Regions from separate parts of the Zea mays genome. Here region 1 is linked to region 2. Evidence: chromatin contacts called from public Hi-C data. All regions are on one chromosome and are shown on one strand. Each heading gives the region's core, a stretch centred on a gene start, on an enhancer-like site or on the middle of the called end of the contact. The rest is flanking DNA. Distances are from core to core; before and after follow the strand shown. Region 1 holds the start of LOC100284825 (60S ribosomal protein L44). Region 2 holds the start of LOC103632288 (SUPPRESSOR OF ABI3-5).

What was found. A called contact is a pair of places that touch in the nucleus more often than the background predicts.
Region 1: a contact with region 2 is called in a Hi-C map of tassel, with 2.2 times the contacts expected there. The contact joins the promoter of LOC100284825 here to the promoter of LOC103632288 in region 2. A contact is called at or near these places in 3 of 25 Hi-C or Micro-C datasets (endosperm, leaf and tassel).

Annotation. Positions count from the first base shown.
Region 1 is chr7:42,528,399-42,533,940 of Zm-B73-REFERENCE-NAM-5.0, forward strand. It overlaps LOC100284825 (60S ribosomal protein L44), which reads left to right and starts at 2,381. Exons shown (of 4, transcript NM_001157720.2): 1 at 2,381-2,547; 2 at 4,201-4,380; 3 at 4,501-4,575; 4 at 4,656-5,055. The coding sequence starts at 2,545. The coding sequence ends at 4,715.
Region 2 is chr7:42,370,477-42,375,445 of Zm-B73-REFERENCE-NAM-5.0, forward strand. LOC103632288 (SUPPRESSOR OF ABI3-5) reads right to left here and starts at 2,555. Exons shown (of 16, transcript XR_002263496.3): 1 at 2,154-2,555.

The DNA of each region.
Region 1 (5,542 bases), core at 1,131-3,630, 160 kb after region 2:
GACCCATAGGAAGAACCTTGATAATCAAATCCACGAGCTCCTTGTAACAATTGATTGAGAATGCAAACTTGGGCTTGATTGACATCAGTCGGGTCACGAATTCGAGAATGGTCACATCGGTGTGCCCATGAATAGGCTATTCTGATGTCAAAGAACTTCTGAACCTCTGGTGTAGGTGAATCATGATGATCTGGGGCCAATTCAGGCTGCAGATCCTCAAGCATCCGGTCCATCCTATCAACATCTTCACCGTCATCAACTTCTACTTGCGATGCCCGTTCAAGGCGTGATTCCCCATGGAGATTCTATACCTTATAGCCTGGCACAAAACTGTGCGAGCACAGGTGTAGTGTGACCTGACTCTTGTCGTGGATTGTCATATTTCTGTATTTGTTGCATGGACACCTAATAGTATCTATTTGTGAGAAAGTAGATGCACGGTCTAGAAACTCTTGAGTTTTGGTAAACCATTCACGTGAGTGGCACCCACTCTTCTTGAAGCATTCATACATCCAATCACGACTATTACCCATCATTGCAACTATGTATGAGTAAGAAGTGCACATGAGACATTTACGTTTCTACACATCACGACCTACATCTATAGGTAATTGATAGGTCATATACCCACCCAAGGATGACCAATGGAGTGTGGTATTTGTGATCACCATATGATGTGCTCGAACAAAATTTTGGTGGCATAGCCTCACTGCTCTCTACTGCATGCCCGGTTTGGTGCAGCAGAGAACAACAAGGTTACATAGTCGAAATTCCATACGAGCACATCATGGTGGTCACAAATGACACACTTCATCGATCATCCTGAGGTTGTCCAGAAAAGGGACAATTCTGGATCGCCGCACATCACATGAGTGATGCATATGATGCATAGTCGTCTGAAACAGGTGACATATAGTTTTCGAAACAGTGTAACACAATATTAAGGGCGGAGATTACAAGGTAACCCTAACCGAGTAATATAAGATTAAAAGTTAACTCTAATCAATAAATAACATCAAAATCAACAATTCAATAGCATAAGCTAAATCTAATATAATAGACTTAATACTTACCTAACATCAAGCCACATAGTTAATATTTGCAACGTCAAATTAAAAATAGCAATTATAATGCGTAAAGTCATATTAAAACTAAGAACACTATCGATTAACAATTTTAAACTAACTCTAATCACATAAAAGTTAACTCCTGTCGATCATAAAAACCGACGAAAATAAACATCTTCATACATATTTAACTACTCTAATCACACTCGCATTTTAATTCGATAGGTTAGTGAGTTATCCCTCGATGACGAGGCAACATGAGTGTTGTTCCATGGGAGATAACGACGACAGAGGGTTCCTCGGGTGGCGGCAGCTCCTTGGCCCAACGGCTCTTTGGTGGCTGACCGGTGTTTGGGGGCGTGGGTGGCAGCTCCTGGGAGGGGCTACAGGGGACGACGATGGACGAGGCTCCAGGTCTGAGGGTGGTGGTGGCTCCTCGCCGGAGCTGGTGGAGGTGGTGGCGCTACTGGGTGGTGACAGCTCCTCGCTTTGGCTGGTGGAGGTGGCGGCGCCGGCTCCTTGCGGGGACCAGTGGATGTGGCAGCGTGGCTCCCGAACTGGCGGCGATGGAGGCAACGTTGGGCGGCGGTGCACGACAACTGAGGCGTCGGGAGAATGATTTTGGTCGAGAGAGAAGTAGCGCGTGTGTGGGTAACCGTGACCTCATAAACAACTAATCCCCATCGGCCTTGGATTGGGCCATCGGGAATAACTCAATAAACCCCGCCAGCTTAGGTCATAGCCGACGAGAGTTGTAAAACTCAAGGCGTGCTAGGTCACGAGTCATTTCATGGCCCATTAATCTCCGTCGGCCCAGGCTACGCCCAACAGGACTTATTGAACTCCTAGGTCTGTCGACATGGGTCAGTGCAGACAGGAGTTATTAATATCTAGGAGCGCTACTTCATGGCCCACTAATTCTCGTCGGCCATCGCCATGACCGACGATAGTTAAGTAATGCACGTCGGTCTAGCCCTTGGCCGACGACAATTAACTCTCGTCGGCTCCTCCGACGGAGATAGGTTAATTCAAGTCGGTTTTGTATTTGGCCGACGAGAATTATTTTGGCCGACGGAAGTCATCCTGATTCCTGTTGTGATTTGTTGGTGGTTACCAGGTGTGGATTACCCATTAGGTATCATTAACCGATTGGGTGTGGGTATGAAAACAATTTATTACTCATGAGCAGTGACGATAGTGTATTAGATAAAATTTAATTTCGCCGGTATAAATATAGGCTAGCGAGTTCGTACTTGTTGCTGTCTCTACTTGTAGGCTGAGTGATAAAAGGCTGTAAATCTACATGACAGGCCAAATATTGGACCAAGGAACAGGCCCATGAACTCGCTAAAGCGCAGGAGGCCCGGCTCTGTTCTGATATATCGCTCCGCCGCTAGGGTTTTCAGGGATCCCGCCTCACACCGCCGCAAGGACTCGCGACGGACGGAGCAACGGAGGAAGCAACTACGCGGCAGCCATGGTCAGCGACTCCCACCTATCCTCCTTTTACCTTGTGCTTACGATCTCAGGCCTTTTCTGTCTGCCTTGTGGTACATGGCCCTGGATACTCTGTCCCGATTCGTTCCTGTGTTTTGGTCTAATTCTGCCAGCTCGGGATGGAGAGCAGTAATGTAAGCGAAGCCTTTTTAGTGATGTAACTAGGGTTTGTTTTGATCGCTGGTCTCCGCTTAGTGCTATTTTAGTTTGGGTTTCTCGCGCGGTCGTGTATTGTGAATTTTGTGTTGTTTGAGGATTTTTGTATTATATAAGGTGTTGTTTGGATGCGTATTATCCACATCAATATACAAGTTTTGAAGTGGATTGTAGTGGAAATTAGTTTAAGTTGCACTCTAGTCCATGATACATTGCATGCAAACAAGGCCCAAACATCTATATATTTTCATCTATTTTAGTGGGCATTGTTAGTTTTAAAAAAAGCGTTTACGATTAACCAGACTGCAAGCACTTATATCTGTCCAGTTCGTGTGTTACAATATATAATTATATTTGCTGATCTACTGATCGTATGCATGCATGGGTATAAATAGAGGTATCTATATCAAGCGAAATGGTTATGCCATCTATTTATTGGCAACGTATCAGGTGAAAACCAAGTTTCCGTGCAAATCAACTAAGAAAAGTCACAAAAATTTGCCTAGTAGTGTCACATTTAGTATTTTATTTATCGATTGTTTGTCTGAGGCAAAATTAAAAATTTGAACTCGTGCAATGGTGTGCAAGGTCTTCATACTAATGTTTAATTACATCTTTTGTCTCTCACAAAGGATTGTTTATCTATCCTATTAACAACAAAATGTCTTGTGTACTAATTCAAGCTTCTAACTAGCATGTAGAGAATTCGTCTCACATTAAGTAAAAGACTTTACCAAGATCTCATTCTGTCATGAGTTGGTTTTGTTCCATGACTACATGCTAACCTTGTTGATATTTTTGGGGTGCTTGTGAGAAGGAATTGACCAACGTTATCAAGTCATCTGACTAATCATGATTAATGGTGATTAGTCGGGCTGATTGGTGCCATGGTGATCAGCTATACTTAAGATTAATCGTTATTAATCGTGATCAGTTGAGATTAGTCATGACTCATGATCAATCATGACTAGTCAAGCTAATTGGTACCATGGCGACTAGGACCAATTAGACGATTTGATAACATTGGAATTGATATCTTGTTTTACTGGCACCTTTCTTACTAGAGTTCTTTTTGTATCTATTGTGTTAGCAACTTCAAGCTTTATTGTTCCTTGTTCATGAATTGTAAGTTATATGATATTAGTCAAATTAACAAGAGACAGTTCACTTCGCTTATGTGAACCTTCAACTGTTATTTAATTTATAAGATGCTAATTATTTTTCACTAAGCTGCATTCTGTATATACTCCTTGTGGTGCCCTTTGTTTCTGTTCCACCATGAGCCTACCTTTTCGTGCACCTTAGTGCTAGTCATTCTTCTTTTGGACTTCCTATGATGTTTCATTTCAAAATATCTTATGATGAATTATTATAATTTTAGGGACTAAAATTTGTTCATATATTACTTTATTTAGCATGACTTTTCAGTTTATTTTATATTGATTCTTTGTGGATGAATTATGCTGTACACATTTCCTAGGTGAACGTTCCGAAAACCAAGAAGACCTACTGTAAGAACAAGGAATGCAGGAAGCACACCCTGCACAAGGTTACCCAGTACAAGAAAGGTAAGGATAGCCTTTCAGCTCAAGGGAAGCGACGTTATGACCGCAAACAGTCTGGATATGGTGGTCAGACAAAGCCTGTTTTCCACAAGAAGGTTCAACACAAATTCTCTACTGTTTGCAGTACCAATTACATACTGAAGGCTGCTTTTGGAGTTCTTAATGCGGATCCTTTATTTACTTGCTTCCTAACATTAACTCTTCGGTCTATTCAGGCAAAAACAACAAAGAAGATTGTGCTGAAGCTGCAGTGCCAGAGCTGCAAGCACTACTCTCAACACCCGATCAAGGTCTTTACGGCCATGCTTCATTATTTTGTGCCCTCGTTTGTGTTTTGTTCTTTGAAGCTAACTTTGTCCTTTAACTTCAGAGGTGCAAGCACTTTGAGATCGGTGGTGACAAGAAAGGCAAGGGAACCTCTCTGTTCTAAGCGTATCATAAACTTGCTCAGGGTCTCAAGTATCTGTCAGAATTTACCATTACAAACACCCTGTGCTTAGCTTCTGCATATGTTCTTTTGTCACATCTTTTTGGTACGTTGTAGTTTGTATGAGACCAAGCTATTGTTTCGTGTTATTATTATATTTCATGAAATTGTCAACATGACCGTTTGCTTGACTGTAAACATAGTTCTGAGCTTTGGGCAAACAGTAGTTTAATTTATCGTATCCATCTTGAGACTGTTGTTTGTTCGAAATATAATGGTGGAATGACGTCGTTAAGCGCATGGTACGTTTGTTCGAAAGTCTTACAATGTTACGCGTTCTCATCTATATGCACAACATTCTTGCGATCAGTTTTCATTGGAAAAAGTCCAAATTTGTTCATAGTTCAATTTATCGCTTCACCTATTTTAGTTAGGTGAATTTACCTTTTAGGGCTAGTTTGAGAATCCTGTTTTCTCACGGGATTTTCATTTTCCAAAGGAAAATTAGTTATTCCTTAGGAAAATGTAGTTTCCAAACTAGCCCTTAACAAATTTTGTCTTTTTTTATAACTCATGTTCTGAGTTGTCGGTTTAAATTTTATCGATTAGTTGCTAATGTTACAACTTAGTCTTGAAAATATATAATAATTGTTTTGACAGGATAGACATCAAATAAGTAATAAAATTAACGATATAAAATTAAATGTAAAATAATGGTAAATCTTTTCAACAAATTTTTGTGACATTATGACTTATGATGTCCTGGGTCATTGCAGATAATATAAACTAAAATTAATTTGTGCTTCTAGAAATAAAAAAAAATCTTATTA
Region 2 (4,969 bases), core at 1,305-3,804:
AATGTTTATTTTATGACTCAAATTCCCCACTTCAGCTTCATGCTTACTCTGATGCTACCTGGGCCAGTGATCCTACAGATCGTCGCTCCATCACTGGTTACTGTATTCTTCTTGGATCATCCCCTGTTGCTTGGAAATCCAAGAAGCAAGCTGCTGTATCTAGATCTAGTACTGAAGCAGAACTTCGAGCCCTGGCTACTACTACTGCTGAGATTATCTGGATTCGTTGGATCTTGGCTGATTTAGGTGTTTCTTGTGACTCGCCTACACTTCTTCGCTGTGACAATACTGGAGCTATACAAATTTGTCATGATCCAGTGAAGCGTGAACTCACAAAACACATTGGTGTTGATGTCTCATTCACTAGATCTCATTGTCATCAGAAGACCATTGATCTTCACTACGTGCCCTCAGAATTACAGCTGGCGAATTTCTTCACAAAAGCACAAACTAGGGCACAACATCAGTTTCATCTACTCAAACTCAATGCTTCAAATCCTCCACTTCCGCCTTGAGTTTGACAGGGGGTGTTAAGGCCCATATATTATTGTCTGCCTATATATATGCTACAGTACCCGAGGGGGCAATTATCTCGCCTAATCAAGGTTAGTAACAACCTTTTCTTCTTAATATATTGATACGCAGCTCTCCTGCGTTTTCGAAAAAAAAAGCACTCAGCGATGTCCATGCTATGACTTCTTCAATTTAAAGGAATCGGTAAAGTACACTAGGTCCTGGCTGGTTGAAAAGACAGGTGAACAGTGCAAAACACGAACAGAAATAGTAGAAAACATGTGAGAACAAATAGCTGTGAAGATTGCATAGTAGAGGAAACAGAACAGCTGCAAACAGTGTGAACAGTGGATGAGCAGGCACATAGGATCCCACCAGCCTCCATTTTACTCCTGGTTGAGGGAGTATATTATTTGGATGCTCTAATCATTCATACCTTTTCAAAATTTAGTTGTCGATGAAGTAATGCCCACAAATACATGTATGCGCACATGGACGTGCCATGGTATCAGATATGCCGGTCGATTCTGATTTCTGAATAATCGATTGGCATGCATGTGCAGATGTGATGCTCTAAATTGGTAGATTCAAAGTTTCAAACCTACATCGGCTATGCTAACTTTGAGAAGTTTTGCATACGAGGGCACTCCCAATGCAGAAACTATCTAGTAGTTTCCATGGCCCAAGAAACTACCTATAGAAATCATACCCAACAATAGCCCTGTTTGGGACAGCTTATTTCTGTAGAGCTTTCCTGAGAAGCTGGCTGTCTGAAGAATCTGCTAGCTAGATAATTAGGTGTTTAACAATCCTGATTTTTTGAGGAGACGATTGTCCTGAGTGTGTAATGTCCTGAGTGCCACTGGAACTAATGGTGCCTTGATTAATTGCTGAATAGATACATGTTGCATCATGAACTAGTTTTTGTACCTTTGGGTTAATAGTTCTATCATTTTCTACATGAAAAGAGATTAGTCTCCACATTTGGAACGAACACACAAGTACAACGGTTAATGCAACATAAGATAGATTGGTAGTGATCAAGCCAACAGTCAAGCAAGTTTAGCGACTTGGCATGCGAGACAGAAACAAAGCTAATTAAAACAAGCTTATGCTACCAAGCGGCTGCAATAGAATCTCACAAAGCACACATATCTGAGTCATCTACTGAACCACTTCCAACATTTGCTGTATCTTCAGTAGTTTGAGCACTATCTTCATTATAGTTATCAAAATTTGCATCATGTATGGCACTATCTGTAATGAAGCTGTGGAGAGCCATTGTAACAATTATAATTTTTGCTTGTTTGTTTATTGGATATCTAGGCAAGTTTAAAATAATATGCCACTTCATCTTCAGAACTCCAAAAGAATGTGCTACTCAACTAAAGAAATATGTACTGCTGGCATGGTCAAATGCATCAGGAACAAATAAAATCTGTACAACCGCCATGGTTAATGGGATGCTACTGAACGACTAAAAAACTGTACTGGTGCCATGGCCTACTGAAAATGAAATAAATCACGAAGGGACATAAATCCAACTACAAATCAACATTCTCAAAGGCATGAATGAATTCATCATCACTGAACATAAATGAGGGGGATTAGAAGAAGGCATAAGGACAGAAAAGGCAAACCTCCAATACGAGCTGTTTCTGCAGGCTGTCCACAAGTTGCAGATAGGTCGAGGTCGTCGGAGGTGGACTGGATCTGCAGGCCGTCGTCGTGGGTCTGCAGGGCGTGGACCCACACTCAGGCTACACCGACGAGATGGCGAGGAGACAGGCCTCCGGAGGAGAGGAACAGGGATGCCTACGTCGAATCGCTACAGGCAGGTTGTTGCCGCCGGCGACGAAACCCTAGAATCGCCCGCGGCGGCGCTGGGTGCGGAGAAAAGAGCAGGAGCGGACGAGACCGAGCCCAACGACCAACGTGATGCGTAGACGGGTGAAACGGACTTCTGATGGAGGGAGTGTTTATATGCAGTGGCATTTTTTTGGGTAAATTTGTTAACTTTGGGCTTGTTCGTTTTTCATCTCATTCCATTTGGATTAGAGGGATTATTATATAGGTTTAAATTTATAAGAGCAACTTCAAAACAATTCTATAAATTTGTTCCCCAAATCATCGTATTAGAGGCCGCTGAAAAAAAATCTCCCAAAAAGACTAAACCCACATAAGAATTTTAATACCTAGTCCCTGAAACTTTTAAAAAAAAGCTATGTCATCATTAGCGACATATCTCTACTAATCCTTAAGGCAATAGTGTAGACTAGCACAACCATGCCCCCGCCTCCATCTCGACCGTCCGATTGCCAACCCCGCCTCCATCCGAAATCGTCTGATTGTCTCGCTCTCGCTCCAGCTCCCGCAGCCGCACCCGGCCATGTGCGCAGCCACCCCCGCGTCCCGCCCCAACCCCCGTCGCCATGTGCGCAGCAGCCCCCCGGCCATGCGCGCAGCCACCCCCGCACTCGCCTCCATCTCGCGCAGCCATGCCCCCCAACACCCGCCTGCGTCCATGCCAGCTTCTCTAGATCCCCCACTGCTCGCGCATGGGCGCCCGCCCTCGCTCCCGCTCGGCTCTTCCCCGCCCGTCCTCCCTGCCTCGCGCCGCCCTCGCCCTCGACATCGATCTCGCTTGATCTGTCTGCTCCCGTCGCGTCCATCGTGATCCGTCAGCCGCATCCGCGAAACGCTCCACCTACGCCGTCGACGTCCACCTCGCACACCTTGCTCCACCTACTTTTCTCCAACGAGAAACTCTCGGTCCCCACGCGCGGTCCCGGCCCACGCGGTCGCGCCGTAACTCCAGCGGGCAGCCACACCGCCGCTGGCACGCCCCAGGCCGTGCCCCGCGGCTTCCTCTCCCGACCGACGGCAACGGAAACCCTTGTGACTTGTGAGAATTTTTTTCTCGTCCCATTCTCTTCTTTGCAAGATCCGAAAAATTGTAACCCTAATTTTCTGTATCTCAAATCCGAGTAGCTCCAGCCCTTCTCCAATGGCGGTCAAGGTCTACGTGGTGTAAGTATCCCCGCCGCTCCCCCGCTTCCTGAATCGCTCCCATTGGTGCCCTAGCTCCCTTGTATGCTTCTTCTCCTCGTCACGGATTCTGTACAGAGCCGCCGAAGCCTTCATAAGTTCGGATCAAACCGCATGAGCGCTGAACTTAGTTGTTTGTGATTCGAATCGACTAGAGTACTCCCGTGTTCAAAAAATACAGGCCATTCGCGTGGCCTTTTTTCATTTTGTCATAGTTGCTCTGGTAGTCCAGTGATACGTCTAGAAGGTTCCCGTATCGATCATCGCGACTGTGTCTAGTATCAATGAATAATCTGGGCTCCTTTTTTGCCTGTCAATGTCTCGGTTACGTCCATGAGGGGGTGGTTAGGCCTTGGCCCTCTGGTATGCCTTGATTGGGAGGTCGTGGAAGATAGCTTGTAGATCAATTAGCTTAATCTTAATTGAGCGTTTGGATCCGTTTATTTTATAGGAATTAAAATTTACTTAATAAAATAATGTATTTAGTTTAAAATTTAACATTCCACCACTTCCAAAGTTCTGAAATTTATAGAGTGGATGATGAAAAATAATTTTATGTATCAGTAGAATTTGTTTCTACTCTACAACTTATAGGACACTCTTCGGCTCACGACTCACTCTTCTATAGTAAAAATATAGCACATAAATATCCCCGACATCTTACTAATAATAGTATAAAACTGAATTAGCTTAATTGAATTCGATTCCAAGGGTCCAAACGGGGTCTAATAGCTATGAAGCGAAGTAGAAATAGATTGGTAGTCTGTAACTTTATTTTGTTGTTGTTTTCGTCGGGCAAGGAAGCAAAGTAGAAATTGTACTCAAATGACAATGGTGACTGATTTTGGTAACTACATTGACAAGCCCAAATATCCAAGATGCTCACGAGGACTGGTGCAGTATACCAACAGTCGTATGTTTATGTGTCTGTCTGTTTAAGGAACTGTCTGTTTATGTGGTTGTTCAAGGATTTGACTGTTTATGTGGTCGTTCATGTTCCACAATTCTATTTCATGTGGTTGTTGTTAATGCATATGTGCATGATCCGTATAGTGCATGTCTGTTGAAGGCATGAAGTTGTGGTTGCTATTAAGTCTAGATGTTTAGGTGGTTGTTGGTAAATTTTTTTGAACAGGCAACGGGGGGACAAAGAGTCCCCACCTGATCAGAATTTTTATATATGTAACATAAGGTATAGGTTACATAACATGTTGTTGGTAATTGATATGTGCACAATTTAGTTTTAATGAGTATAGGTCGAAGAAAACATTTAGCCTAGGCTCAGGTGCACAGAAGTATAGGGGGACGTGAGAAGGGGGGCATCGAACGACGGCTGGTGGCGGAGGCACTCAAAGGTCGGGGAGGACGAGGGCAACAGCGTTGAGTGACTAGGGTTCATTCTGACGGA